Regions from separate parts of the Sus scrofa genome. Here region 1 is linked to region 2. A link is a contact called in public Hi-C data. All regions are on one chromosome and are shown on one strand. The core of a region is the stretch at or near the end of the contact, and the rest is flanking DNA. Distances in the headings are between cores, read along the strand shown.

Evidence for each region. Hi-C and Micro-C count contacts between places; a contact is called where the count stands out from the background.
Region 1: a contact with region 2 is called in a Hi-C map of skeletal muscle, with 7 times the contacts expected there. The contact joins the promoter of MEGF8 here to the promoter of GSK3A in region 2. A contact is called at or near these places in 1 of 5 promoter capture datasets (liver), 16 of 47 Hi-C or Micro-C datasets (alveolar macrophages, brain, embryonic fibroblasts and 9 more) and 2 of 2 datasets of contacts at active chromatin or transcription factors (alveolar macrophages and skeletal muscle).

What each region holds. Positions count from the first base shown.
Region 1 is chr6:49,616,069-49,623,085 of Sscrofa11.1, forward strand. MEGF8 (multiple epidermal growth factor-like domains protein 8) reads right to left here and starts at 3,052. Exons shown (of 41, transcript XM_005655875.3): 1 at 2,099-3,052. The coding sequence starts at 2,285. It overlaps TMEM145 (transmembrane protein 145), which reads right to left. Exons shown (of 15, transcript XM_021094427.1): 13 at 6,953-7,017; 14 at 4,710-4,916; 15 at 3,472-4,240. The coding sequence ends at 3,995.
Region 2 is chr6:49,687,834-49,694,729 of Sscrofa11.1, forward strand. GSK3A (glycogen synthase kinase 3 alpha) reads left to right here and starts at 2,537. Exons shown (of 12, transcript NM_001315708.1): 1 at 2,537-2,842; 2 at 4,620-4,807; 3 at 6,094-6,177; 4 at 6,350-6,460. The coding sequence starts at 2,560.

The sequences.
Region 1 (7,017 bases), core at 1,802-4,301, 71 kb before region 2:
GTGTTCAGCCTTACTATCTCCAACCAGGCTGGAGCTCTCCAAGGCCGGAGAATGACTGATACCCCCTAACACATACACATATTTCCCATTCTCTTCTGAACCCCAAGAGGAATGGCCCCCAAGCTGGGGACAAATACACTCATCCCCAAGAAACATGCTTCATCCACACCCCACATAACAGCCATAGAGAATATTTAAAACATAAATTAGGAGTTCCCGTCGTGGTGCAGTGGTTAACGAATCTGACTAGGAACCATGAGGTGGCGGGTTCGGTCCCTTCCCTTGCTCAGTGGGTTAACGATCCGGCGTTGCTGTGAGCTGTGGTGTAGTTGCAGACGCGGCTCAGATCCCGCGTTGCTGTGGCTCTGGTGTAGGCTGGTGGCTACAGCTCCGATTCGACCCCTAGCCTGGGAACCTCCATATGCCGCGGGAGCAGCCCAAAGAAATAGCAAAAAGACAAAAAAAAAACAAAACAAAACAAAAAAAAACAAACATAAATTAGAGCACATCCTTCCCCTGCTCAAAACCTTCCATAGAGCCCCAGTGCCCCCTGATAAAGTCCAAGCTCCGCATCCTGCAAAGGGAGGTGCCCCACAATCCGGGGCCATCACACCTCTGGCCTTTACCCAGGACCTCCTGGGGACTCCCACATCTCTCGGAGGCCAGCTCCTCATCTGCTGCCAAGGGAAGCCCTCCTGGACTTCTCCAGCCACTGTCTTGGATTTCTCTTTTGCCTCCTTATTGCCCTCAGGACACAGCTCAAAAATCACCAGGTCCTACACCGTCTGGTTCCTCCTAACCCTCCAGTCTCTGCCTCATTGGATCTGTATTCTAGCATAGATTTTGAGTTCCTCAAAAGCAGCATATCCTCCAGCTTCCAGGCCTTTGCACGGGCTACTCTCACCTGAAATGCCCTTTTGCTCTCTCCTACACATGCCTCTGGCCTCAGCTATAGCCCAGAGTAAGTCTGACGTCATCTCTGGGCTTCCCACCCAGTCCCTGGGGTGTGCTTGTTTCCCCCACTGGACTGGGAACCCGAGGTTAGGGATGGGGCCTTAGCACAGGCTGTTTCCTCTTCCTGGAGCACATCTCTCCTCCTCCTGGCTGATCCCTTAGGTCTCAGCTCCCCATCAACTCCAAGAAGCCTTCTCTGCTCTCGCCCACCCCACAGGTCAGACACCTTCTCTGGGCTCCCCCAAGACTGTGGGTTTCCTCCATCACAGCCCCAACCACTCCAGGCTGCCATTGTTTTGTTCAACCTCAGGCTAGGGATTGAATCGGAGCTATAGCCACCAGCCTATGCCAGAGCCACAGCACTGCACCATCCAAGCCACGTCTGCAATTTACACCACAGCTCACAGTAACGCTGGATCTTAACCCACTGAGCAAGGCCAGGGATGGAACCAGCGTCCTCATGGATGCTCAGTCGTTAACTGCTGACCACTACGGGACCTCCATGCCACTGTTTATTAGCGTGTTTGTCTCTCCCACTGGATTCCAAGCCCCAAGTCATCAGGGATTGCTGGGGCTGTGTCTCTTGCTATATCCCAGTGGCAAAGACAATGTCTGGCACATGAATGACTGGGAAAAAAAAATGCTTGTAAGTACTTTAAAAAGAACCACATTCATAATCTTAAGACTATTTATTGAGCATTTACTGTTTGTGCCAGGCACGGTAAATACCCGTTCTTTTTTAATTCCAACAGCCCTATGAGGTGAGTACTATTACTGGCCCCACTTGCAGGGAGGGAAAGCCGAACCTTAGACAAAAAAAGCTGTTTGCCCAAATTCAAAAAGCTACTAAGAAGCAGAACCCAAATTCCAATGAAGCCAGGTGGTTGGGCTCAGAGCCTGAGTTTCTAACAGTTAGTTACTCACAATACCCCTCACTGATGCTCCTGACTTGGGCATCTGGATCTGAGTGCAACTCCCCCACCAGACTTCAAGGCCTTCCAGGGCAGGGCCCAGGTTGGCTGCATTTCAGAGCAAAGGGGCTGGACCAGACCCGGGCTCTGGGAACGTGGGGAGTGGATGAACGAGTGCACAAATGAACGAATTAGCGCATGAGTGAGTGTGTGACCCACTCGGCCCCACTCACCCTCGATGAGCCACTCGCAATTGCCATTGACGCTGTAGTTGCCCGCACCATCTGTCACGAAGCCTGGAGCCTCCCGCAGCACTTGCCGCTGCCCCTTGCAGTCCCCTGCCTGGGCCCCAAGGAACAGTGGCCCCAGCGCGGCCAAAGATAGAGCCAGCGCAGCCGCCAGAGCCCGGCCCAGGGCCATCGCCTCCTCCCTCCAGCACTGACCCTTACAGACGGGATGCGTGGTGAAGACCTGGAGAGGGCCCTCCACCCGGCTTGAGGCCCTGAAAATGCGACCTCTATAGATGGTACATTGCCTTGTAGACCAGGGAGGTCCAGAAGTCGCTGTCCCCGCGAAGGGAACCGCCGCTGCTGACCGGCTCTGAATGCCGAGGGCTGGGCCCTATAGACCCATGGAAAACCCTGTCAGTGAGGTCGTAATAGACCTGGCAGACCCCTAGGGACCTTGGGAGTCCCTTATAGACACGGGCCCCCATAGACTGGCTAACCCCATAAATGGTGTCCTGCAGTTACAGTCGCGGGCCGCTGCAAGCCGAAACGGACCTTAGAGCCCGGTGGGTCCCCAGGGGGCGATGGGCTCTACAGCCTGGCAGAGGCCTACGTAAAGTGTGCAGGCCGGGCCAGGCCTGGCCCAAATGGTCCAGAAAAGACCCCTCCAGCCAGGGACGGGGCGCGAGCGGGTGCCCGGAGCCGAGCCGGTCTTCAGGGGCTCAGGCCTGGACCCCATAGACAAACTCCCTTGCTCACCCACCCGCGCCTCCCTTCGAAGCCGGATGAGTCAGGTCAGAGAGACGAGGGGACGCTCGGGCCAGAGCGGCCGCGGGAAGACCCGCTAAGAGGGCGAGGGGGCGGGGCCCGAGAGGCCGCTGTGGGAGAGAGAACGAAGAGGAGGCGAGAAGTCGCCGAGAAGCAGGTCAGAGCGGCCCTGGGAGGACTGCGGTGCCCCCAACCCCACCCCTCCACAAAGGGAGACTTCCGGAAACTTCCCCGCCCATTTGTTCCTAGACGCATGCGCAGCAATGACCTACTTGGCCGACGGAAAGTGAGACTTATACATGCGCAGTGCTGAAATCGTAACCCGAACTCTTGTCGCAGGTAGCTGAGTGAAGCATCCGCCACTGGGGGGCGCATCTACCTCTGACTCGGGAAGAAAAGGTAAAAATAAGCCAAACGTAAGAGAGAGGACTCTGCTAGTTGATGATTCATATCTTCAGTGCTCCCAGATTCTAGGGCAACAAAAGGTCATGTTATGCAAGCCCATCCTAAAATACCATTTCTCAGATGGGCACACTGAGGTCCTGAGCCTGAAACAGTTCTTGCTCAGCCCTGTCTCTGAGCACTATCAAAATGTAAAAGAGGCCATCATATAGATAAAAACAAAGAATCTTCTTTATTTTGGCAAGAAGGGGAAAAAGTCTTTCTGCCAGGGACCTGAGGGAGGGCCTCTGGGATGGAGATAGGGTGGAAAGAGTAGGGGTCCAAGGTCACAGAGATGGAGACTAGCTTCACAATATCCGTCCTGGGAGCAGTGGCTTGGGGTCGTGGAGTCCTGGAGAATCACAGGCAGGATCCCTGGATCGTTCTGGGGTCCAGCAGGGTCAGAGGTCTCGTAGGGGGCCCGGGGGCCGGAGGTCACGGAACAGCGGGAGCCCAGAATCCGGTGCCGCTCGGGGCAGGGGCTAAGGGAGGGGACGGGGAGAGCGGCTCCCGCGGGACCGTTTGGCACAAGAGTCGGGGAAGGGGTGGGAGGATATTACGCACATGGGCGCGTTGGGTGGGGAGGTTTGGGATGGCCTGGATGGCAGAGCCCTGGGGCCGGGATAGAGTGGGGATCTGGAGCCCGGCCTGGGCCCGGCGCGCGGCCCATTGGGCAGGGGAGGGCAGGGGTGCTCAGACCGGGGGTGCATTGCCCCCGGCCGTGTGCATGCTGAAGTATTCGGTGAAGCCAGTGTGCGGCGCCGCTGTCTGAGGCACGAGCGGCTGGTAGGGCGGCGTCGGGCCATCCCAGATCGGGTCGACCGCCTTGGGGAACCGAGAGGGAGGGGGCGGGGAGGCCGCGCCCGGCTCGGCCATTGTCACCACGCGGCCCCTCGGGGCCGCCGCCGCCACCGCTGTCTCCTCCACCTGCTTCCCGGCCTGGGAGGGGGGTCAGGGTCAGAGGCCGTCCAGGACCCACGGGGGGCAGATGCGGCCCCGAAGGCCCGCCCCCCTCCCTCTGGATGACCCCCCCCCAAGGTGTGAGCACAGGTGTTAGTCAGGGGCGCCTGGGCAGGGGGGCCAGGTACTCAAGGGGCGGCGTCGGGGTGCGGTGGGCGAACTCCGGCGGCGGCCGGGGAGGGTAGGGAGAACCGCGGAAGGCCGGCGGCGGGGGCACCGCGCGGGGCGTCTGAGGGGGCGTGCGCAACAGCGCCAGGACCCAGTCCGGCAGGGTGGGCGCAGGCGCCGGGGAACGGTCGCGGCGCGGCGTTGGGGCGCGGGGGGTGCGAAAAGCAGGGGGTGGGCTCAGGCGCCGGGGTATGGAGGGTGGTGGAGGGGCCGGGAGCGGGGTCAGGTACTCCAGGGGCGGCGCCAGCAGCTCCTCGGGCGCCGGGGGCGCGGGGCTTACAGAGGAGGCGGGCGGGGGGATGGAGAAGAGCTCCGTGAAGTTGGGCACCGAGTCGCTGATGAACGTCACGTTCCCATAGACGTGCTGCGGGAAGGCCTTGTCTGCTGATTGGCTCCCTCCCGGGCCCGGGGCTCCGGCTGAGGCGATCTGCGACGTGCGCACGTGGTACGGGAAGTTCTTGTTGGCCGCCGAAGGGCGTGTCATGATCTGGGGCCAAGGGCAGGCGGAGTTTGGAGAAGGGCTATCCAGGCCTAGTGCTGCCTCCCTAAACATGGGGCCCTAAGGATTCCCCTTCACTTGATGTACACCATACCCCGCGTCCCTGCCCGTCAGCTGGATTAGGCCCCTCCTCTGGGCTCTCACAGTGCCCTGGGTTCTAACCTGCCTGGTCCATCACAGCTCATTACTCTGTGGGTGCTTCCTCCATCAGAGCCCTGAGATATCCCTGACTGGTTAAGCATCAGCAATCTACGCTGTCCAATATGATAGCTACTATTATATGTGGCTATTTAAATTTAAAATAATCAAAAATAAACTAAAAATTTGATTTCTCAGTCACACTAACTACAATTAAGTGCTTAAGAGCCACGTGTGGTTAGTAACTATTGTATGAGACAGCACAGATTGTAGAATATTTTCATACACACAAAGCGTTCAATTGGACAGCAACTGACAGACTCTAGAATGTTAGTTCCATGAGGGCATGGAACTTGACTCTTCTGTTCCCTGCTGAACCCCCAGTACCTTCTAGAACAGTGCCTGGCATATATAAGCTCTTAATAAAATACTGGTTGAATGTGGAGACGTCTCCCCAATTAGTCTGGCGGGCAACAGGGCAGGGACTGGATGTGATCCTAGCACTGCACACAGGAGCCCAGCACGGCCCCTCTAAGGTTATTGCTGAATAAGTGAACAAGGAGCTAAAACCAAAGAGTGGTGGAATCCCAGAGGTGGAGCTGTGCTAACGTGAGCATTTTTAGGATGGAAACCGGCTGAAGGTGAAGTATAGCAGAAAGGGCACTGCACTGGTGTTCTGAGCCTGCACCCCACCCCCCAGCCCCACAGCTCACTGAGTATGGGATCTGGGGCACGTTGATTAAACTCCCTGAGCCTCACTGCAGAAAAGGGGTTGCAGTGCCACCCTGGAAAGATGAAAAGAGGGCGGAAATGAAAACCGCTGGTGCAAAACCTGGCACGTGGTGGGTTCTCAGCATTTCTCCTCTCTCTATCCCTTTCTGACTTCCTGCAGAGCCTCAAGAGGGACTGTCCCAGGAAGGTGAGTCTGTATCTAAGTCAGGTTCTAGAGGAGAACATGGGAGACCTGGCCCCATCCCCCAGTGGCTGAGTATATCTGTACAAAGAGTACGTGGTAGACCTTTCAAGAGTCAGGAGCTGGGGCCCTCAGCAAAGCCTGTTTCCCTGTCTGACTCCCTCTTATGCCAGGTCTTTGGTCCATTAGAAGACTGAGTTCAAAGTTCCCACATACCCCCCACCCTCCTTGCCACCAAAGGCCATGGAACCCTGTCAGGTCACCCCCTTTCTGGGCCTTAGTTTCCCTTCTCTGTATAATGGTTTCAATGACTGTTATCCATCCTGCCCTGGGGTTGCTCTGCCAATTAAACAAGAGGACAGAAATAAATGCATATGGGTGTTCCCAGCATGACATAAAGGCTGGTTTGAGACAGGTACCCACTGAATGGCTAATGGCTGGATGGATAGATGGATCAATGAATGAACAGAACTGTCACCCAGAAGGCCAGACAGAATGTAAATCAGGGCAAAGAAGGGTACTCCCTGCTGCGATTCAGATCTGGGCCCCTAGAGCCCCAGCCTGACCCACCCCAGCTTCTTCTTCCTGTGATGGAGCAGCAGAGATAGGAGAACATGGGGCAGGGGAGCAGAGGAATAGAAACCAAGGGGCTTAGGGAAGGCAGTGGGAATACCAGAGGGAAAAGTAAGAGCCTGGGGACTCGGGGTCAGGAATAGGAGTGGTGAAGAAAGAGGGTGGGGTTGGGGAAGAGGCCAGGACACAAAAGTGGGAGAGAGAAATAGAAGAGAGTCAACGCTGGGGCATATGGTGGAATAGCTTGCGGGAACCCAGCAGGCTCTCAGTAAGTGTCTGTTGAATGACTAAAGGGATGAACTGAAGGAAATGGACCAAGAGCTCAGGATAGAAGGTTTAGGCAGCTCAGGGGTGGGGATCCTCATGTGTTTTCCACCCCCACCTGGATGCCCAGCCTCACCAGGAACACGCCATGGGCATACAAATGGATCCCCAGCTGAATGCCATTGACGATCTTCTCCCGGG
Region 2 (6,896 bases), core at 1,287-3,786:
CCAGTGGCTCCTCTAATAACCCACCCAAATCAACTTCTGCAAGACCACACCCTATTGCCTTCCACATCCCCTGGGATCTCCGATACCTAGTATAAAGCCATTTATAGATCTAATGACACTGCATCAATTAATTCACCCCATCAGAGAACCTCTTCGTGTCTGTAATACCTAGCACTGTCACAGTCCCCCAAAGCTCTTTTTTGATGCTTCTCAATCACCCTTCACCTCTTCACCCTCAGATCTCCTCTGTCACTAGTAGCTTCTCACAGTCTCGCACAGACCTTTTAGACACCCCAAGTCCTCTCAGACTTCACTTGTCTCTAGTGAAACCACTTCACCTCTTCACGTATGCCCTTAGCGCCTCCAGACACCAATAGGCCCCTCTTAGCCAGTCACAGTCCGCTCTGGAACCTCAACGAGCATTCTCAGCCCGTGCAGACATCCAGGTAATGACTGACACCTGATTCCCACAGACCCCGCAATTCCCTCTGGCGGTTGCCCACGCGCGCAGCCCACTGCGCATGTCCCACTGGTTCTGGCAGTTAAGTAACCGCCGCTATCCCGCCCGGCTTTCCGGCCCTTGCCCGCCTTCTTGGTTCAGTTTAGGACTCTCCAGGCTTTGGGCTTGACTCAGATTTTTGCTTTTGGACTCCCAGCCGACGTCAGAGGGCAGCAGGCCCTGTTTGCCTGAAAAATTACTGCAATTCCCAGAAGTACTCGCTCCGGGCTGTGGAAGACGCAGCCACATTCATTGAGAAGGGAGCGGAAGTGAGACTTCGCTTTGCCTTCTGGTTAATGTAGTTCAAAAAGGCTTTGGTGTTACCTTCTCTTCTGCCTCAAGGGAGTCTTTGTCCGCTGGGAATTGCGGTCGGCTACAGACCTAGGGGCCAATCTTCAGAAAGGCAGGCCAGTTAGTGTGATCACTATCAAAGTGAGGTCTATAGGCTCCATTTCCCATCACTCCACGAGGCAGGAGGGCTGAGGGTAGTTTCATTCCAGTTCCAGGTATTTCCGGGACACACACACACACACACACACACACACACACACACACACACACACATCATATGAACTGTTTCCCAGCGCGGTTTGGGACTACTGCCCTTCCGGGTATAAACTGATAAGTGGGGCGACATAATGAGTGCCCAAAACCCGAGGCTACTCCTAGCAGCCGGCTTCTTTTGAGGCTTCCGGGATCCTGTAATTTAGGAAGCGTGAGGATGCAAAAACCTGAATGGGGCGGGGGAGGTTCCAAACAAATTATATTTTCACCTCTTTCAACATTCCGCTCAGTCTCCTGGTGTAAGTCACATTGCTAGAAAAAGCTAGACAATATCCGAAGACTGTATTGTCCTGAGACGCCGGCAGAAACTTTGTTTCCTAAATCGTTTGCGGAGAGGGTTTCCTTCTGGATTTGTGGAAACTTGGATTTTGGAGTGTTAGGACTCCATTTTCCACCACCGCCTGGTCACCTACGGCTTTTTTGAGGGACCTGGGGGCGGGGCAGGATGCGCTGAAACTTTCTTCAGTTACACCCAGTCGACTGCCGTTCTTTCACCTTTCGCTCGCGCTCTCTCAAAGTTACCAATTAGACTACACCTCCCGGCAAGCCTCTGCACTTTCGCCTCATAAAGGGTCAGGATGCGGTCTGGCCTTTCCCTCAGCCCGCTTCTGGATCATGATAGATCCCTTCCCCTCAGTCAATGGGAAGGCTGCCTTGAACTACATTTCCCAGAAGCCACAAAGGCTCGCTGTGGCAACTACGCTGAAGCGTTGGTGTTGACTACATTTCCCAGCAGGGGCTGCGGCCTAGCGTATGAGGGAGGAGGAATGCTGTACTTACTCCATTTCCTATCCTATCTCCGGAACTGCAGTATTCGCTTGAGGCTTAGGGGAAATCACAGAGGACTCCATTTCCCGGCGTTCTTTGGAAGTAGCTTTACACCTGCAATGCGGTGAGGGCGTGGCGACAACTCCATTTCCCAGCTGGCCTTGACGCTGGATAGTTTCGGGTCCCTGGTCTCCGACTCAGTTTCCCAGAGTGCACCTGGCGCCTGTGGGCATACAGCCAATAGACTAAGGCAGCGACTGAACTCCGTTTCCCGGAGTGCATCAGGCCTATACGGCTCACTGATGGAGGCACTGCGACTATGTTCCTAAGGCACACACAGGTTGTTGCGGTGGAGTGAGTGTGAGACTCTGACCCAGCTTCCGAAAGTGCTTCAGAGTCAGCTGTCAGCACAGTCGGCCAACTTACTGCCCAGAACTCCAATTCCCGACGTGCAGCTCATCATCCCCGCGGTCTACTCTGAGGTCTTTGCAGACTCCATTTCCCGGCGTGCCACGCGGCACTCTGTGAGGGCCGAGAGAGGCGACGGCGGCGCGCAGGGTAGGCGGACTGCATCTCCCGGCGTGCCCCGCGGCGGGCGCTGGGCCGGAGCCGGAGCCCGAGCGGCGCGGCCTGGAAGAGGCCGGAGCCCGGGGGAGGCGGCGGCAGCGGCAGCGGCGGGGGCAGCCCGGGCAGCCCGAGCCCCGCAGCCTGGGCCTGCGCTCGGCGCCATGAGCGGTGGCGCGCCTTCAGGAGGCGGCCCTGGGGGCTCGGGCCGGGCGCGGACCAGCTCGTTCGCGGAGCCAGGCGGCGGAGGCGGTGGCGGCGGCGGCGGCCCCGGGGGCTCGGCCTCCGGCCCAGGCGGCAGCGGCGGCGGGAAGCCGTCTGTCGGAGCCATGGGCGGGGGCGTGGGGGCCTCGAGCTCCGGGGGTGGCCCCAGCGGCAGCGGCGGAGGAGGCAGCGGCGGCCCGGGCGCCGGCACCAGCTTCCCGCCGCCCGGAGTGAAGCTGGGCCGTGAGTACTAGCGACGCCCGTAGCGGGTGGAGGTTGGGGTCCCCGAAGCCACTCAGACGTCGATCAGGTTCTTCTCTAGGCTGAAAGAGGAGCTCGAGGTCACTCTCCCTCCCCAAACTGGGATCTGAGCTCTCCCCCTCCCAGAAAAAGGGATTTGGGGGGTTACCATCACTTAAGAGTTTAGAATTAGAATTAGTAATCTTCTAAGAGACAGGGCTCACAGACTCCTGTTCTTCTAGTACCGAAGTCTTGGGTCCTTGAGCCTTAAAAACAGGGCTCTGATGTTGCCATCTATCAGAGAACAAGATCAGGGGTCACTGTCTCTTGCAAATGGGGCTCAAGGGTTATTGTTCCCCAAGAGAACAAGAATAAGATTACCACTACCTGGACGGGGGAAATATGAATTTGCTCTCCTTTAGAATGTGGGGATTTGGAGTGAGTATCACTCAGAAGCAGGGATTTCGGTTTGCTGTGTCCCCAGAGAACAGGGCCAGGGCTTTCCAAACCTGGTACCCATTTACCTTCTGTTTTAAAACACTAGGCCTAGAATCATTACCTGTCCATAACATGTAGAACTGTATCCCCAATGGTGGAAATTAATGATTGCTGCTTCTTTAGGACAGACTGGAAGTCAGCATACCCTTCAGACTAAGTCCATAGTCACTAATATTCAAAAAAGATGGCTTAGTGGATCTTCTTTCACACACACACACAGAGAAATGGGGCAGGGGAGGGTCGCAGTTCCCATAGAATAGGGATGTGAGCTTATACCCATTTCATTATTCTGAGATACGGTGTCATTGCCACTGGAAAAATAGTTATGTAGGATCATCTCCCTCCAAAAGATGGTGTCACTGGCCCCTCAAAATGGATTTGATTCATCATTTATCTCTTTTCTTTGGAGAACCTTTCAATTTCTCAAAGAAAAAGGGTCACTCTCCCCCAAGATTGCCACCAAATTTTGCTGCCATTCAGAGAATGGAATTGGAAATTACAGCTTTCTTTCAATGGACTGAGGCTGGGATAACCCCTGTTAAGAAATCAGGTTTACCATTCTCCCTATTTAGTACTTATCCATTAGGGATCATTCACATACAGAATGGGGTCTGGGGCTCTGGACCACAGGTCACCAATGAGTTCAGGCCAGTGCCTTTTTCTAGCCCCAGAGTATCTTGGTAAGAGCGAATTATCCCCAAAAAGTGAGAGTCAAGACACTAGCACTCCTTATGGGAGGACTCATTCATTTCTGTCACCAGAAACCAGTGGTGAAGTTAAGAGCTCCACTCAGAGAGGACTTGAAGGTCACTGTTCCCCCGAGTTGTGAGAAAGCTTAGTGCTTTTCTCAAGTTGAAGTACCTCGGAGTTACTGCTCTCAAACAGAAGTCAGGTCAAGGCTTTCCGCAGTGAGAAGGGACCAGGGCAGTTAGCTCACAGTGGAAGGATTCAACATCTGGGAGTGTCGGTGCCTCCTCACATCAAGAGGGACCAGTGATAGGCTGCTCACTAGAAGTGGAAATTAAGGGTTATCAACTCTTGAAAAGCAAGAGGTTTTATGTGTGTATCTTCCCAAATGGGAAGAGTCAGGATTTAGGGTTCCATGAAGGGAACAGGGGAAAGGGCCCTGGGAGGCAACCAATAGCCATCTTTGAAGATGGGGAAGGGACAAAGAACCCCCAGTGAGCTTTCTGTAGAGATTCCCCTCCCTCCCACAGCCCCAGGATAGGGTAGTGGCCAGAGGAGGAAGGTCAGCAGAACTGTGTTCCCTTTGTTCCCCCAGGTGACAGCGGGAAGGTGACCACAGTGGTAGCCACTCTAGGCCAAGGCCCAGAGCGCTCCCAAGAGGTGGCTTACACAGACATCAAAGTGATTGGCAATGGCTCATTTGGGGTCGTGTACCAGGCACGGTTGGCAGACACCAGGGAACTGGTGGCCATCAAGAAAGTTCTCCAGGACAAGAGGTTCAAGGTAGCTTGGGGGAATGGGGACAAGGAGGTTTGACTTCATATGATTGGTGAGAGAACCCCAGCAAGAGTGCTGGACCTGGGCTTCCACAGGGGATCTGAGCAAGGGCCAGAGGAGAAGGGCCTGAGTAGTGTGGAAGATGGGAATGTGGATTCCAGGCAGCCCAGAGCTGACTTTTTTATTCGGATTTTATTCTGTGTGAGTGCTTTGTAGGCGAGTTTAACTTAGGCAAAGATCCTCTTAGGGTAGGTACTGTTGTTATTCCCATTCTAAGTAAGCAGAAACTGGAAACTAAGACTTAGATAAGAGAATTGCCCAAGGTCAAGACTAGAATCTGATTCTCAAGCCCTTCACCATAACCACTAAGTAGCAACCCTGCTCAGAGGAGAAAGGAAATTGGTGCGGCCAGTGAGCATGTTTGCAAAGGTCAAGCTCTGCTCCAAGGGTTTGGCAAGTGTAGGGAGTGTGTGGGGCTCTGTTTCCCTGAGGAAGGGTTACCCTTTCCTCATTCATACGGAGGTGTCCTGTGAGCTGGTAGAGGCCCTTGGGATCCTAGGCTATTCTGGATGTAGGGGAACTGAGCCTAGGCCGAAAAGAACCAGGTCAGGGCCTGGGTCTCAGGACATTGAAAACTTTGAGGGGCACAAGGAGCTCCAGGGCACAGGTCAGAATTTGATTACAGTTGAGTCCCAGCAGTGAACGGAATCTAATGACGAGGAGCTCTGAGGCCCTAGAGGGAAGCAGAGTATGGATGGATGCTGAGACTGGGTCCTCTGGGAAGAGGCTGAGGCCAGATCCCCTTTGGGACGATGAGCATTGGAAGCCTGGGATCTGGAGCTCAGCATCCAACATCCAAACCAGGGTCCAAGGGCCCAGATGCATCCAGAAAAAGCAGTGGGGATGGGCGTGAACTGGATGGCCAATTCCTGTCTGTTGTGGCTTGTGCCACCAGGGAGGTGGGCCTCGTGTGGCTGTATCATAGGACTTTTCAAGAGAAGCTAGAAAACTTAGATTTATACGTGGAGCCATTTGATTTCTGAATCTCAGCAAAAAAAGTAGGTTGCAGAAAGCATGTATCAGTGGTCTGAGTTCAGCCCACAGGCCTCCAGCCTGTGTGTGAGGGGAGTGGGTTGGGGGTGAGGAATTAGGGGCTGCCCCAGGGGGCCTTGGAGCTGGGACACAGGGAACAGCTGTTTGGCTTTTTCGGCAGGAATGGGGGAGTAGTGCTGTGGTGATGGGAGGCAGGGAGAGTTGACTGTTTTCTGAGGCTCTCTTCCTTTGCCCCCAAGAACCGAGAGCTGCAGATTATGCGTAAGCTGGACCACTGCAATATTGTGAGGCTGAGATACTTTTTCTACTCCAGTGGGGAGAAGGTGAGACCTCAGTGCATGGGGGCGTTCTCCACTGTGACATGACTCGACTCCTTTGTCCTCCTGCCTTTCTTATGACTGCCAGTCCCTCGTCCCGTTATTCCTCACAAACCTTCCCTCCCCCTTCCTTGCTCTTTTCTCACAATGCCTTACACCTCTCCTTTGCTCTCTGCAGAAGGATGAGCTTTACCTAAATCTGGTGCTGGAGTATGTGCCTGAGACAGTGTACCGGGTGGCCCGCCATTTTACCAAGGCCAAGTTGACCATCCCTATCATCTATGTCAAGGTAGGCAGGCAGGCAGGCTGCTGGGGCCCAGGCCCATAAACCAGGGGCTCTGGATGCTCCTGCCTTTGTGGATTCCCTCATCTCCAAGTTTACTTTGGTCTCCAGAGGCCTCCTGTTCCCTGCTCTTGTCCCTATGTCTCCGGAGATGGGGCTCACCAAAGGCAGGGCAGCACAGCCTGAGGCCTGACTCTGTCAGGGAGACAGGCTGACCAGGGGCTGAGGAGGCTGCAAGGTACCTGCTTGGGTCCACACTGGGAGTCTAGTGGTACCAGCAGTGTTGGTGGGGTGGGGTTAGCTCAGGATCCGGGACCTAGAGCGCAGGGGGAGATGATGAGGTCAGAGTCCTGGCCTTTGGAGCCTTGGCAGAGGAGGATGGGAAGGAGGCAGGGTGGGGGAAGGTTAGTCTCTACAGAGCCAGGAATGCTTGTGGTGTGTT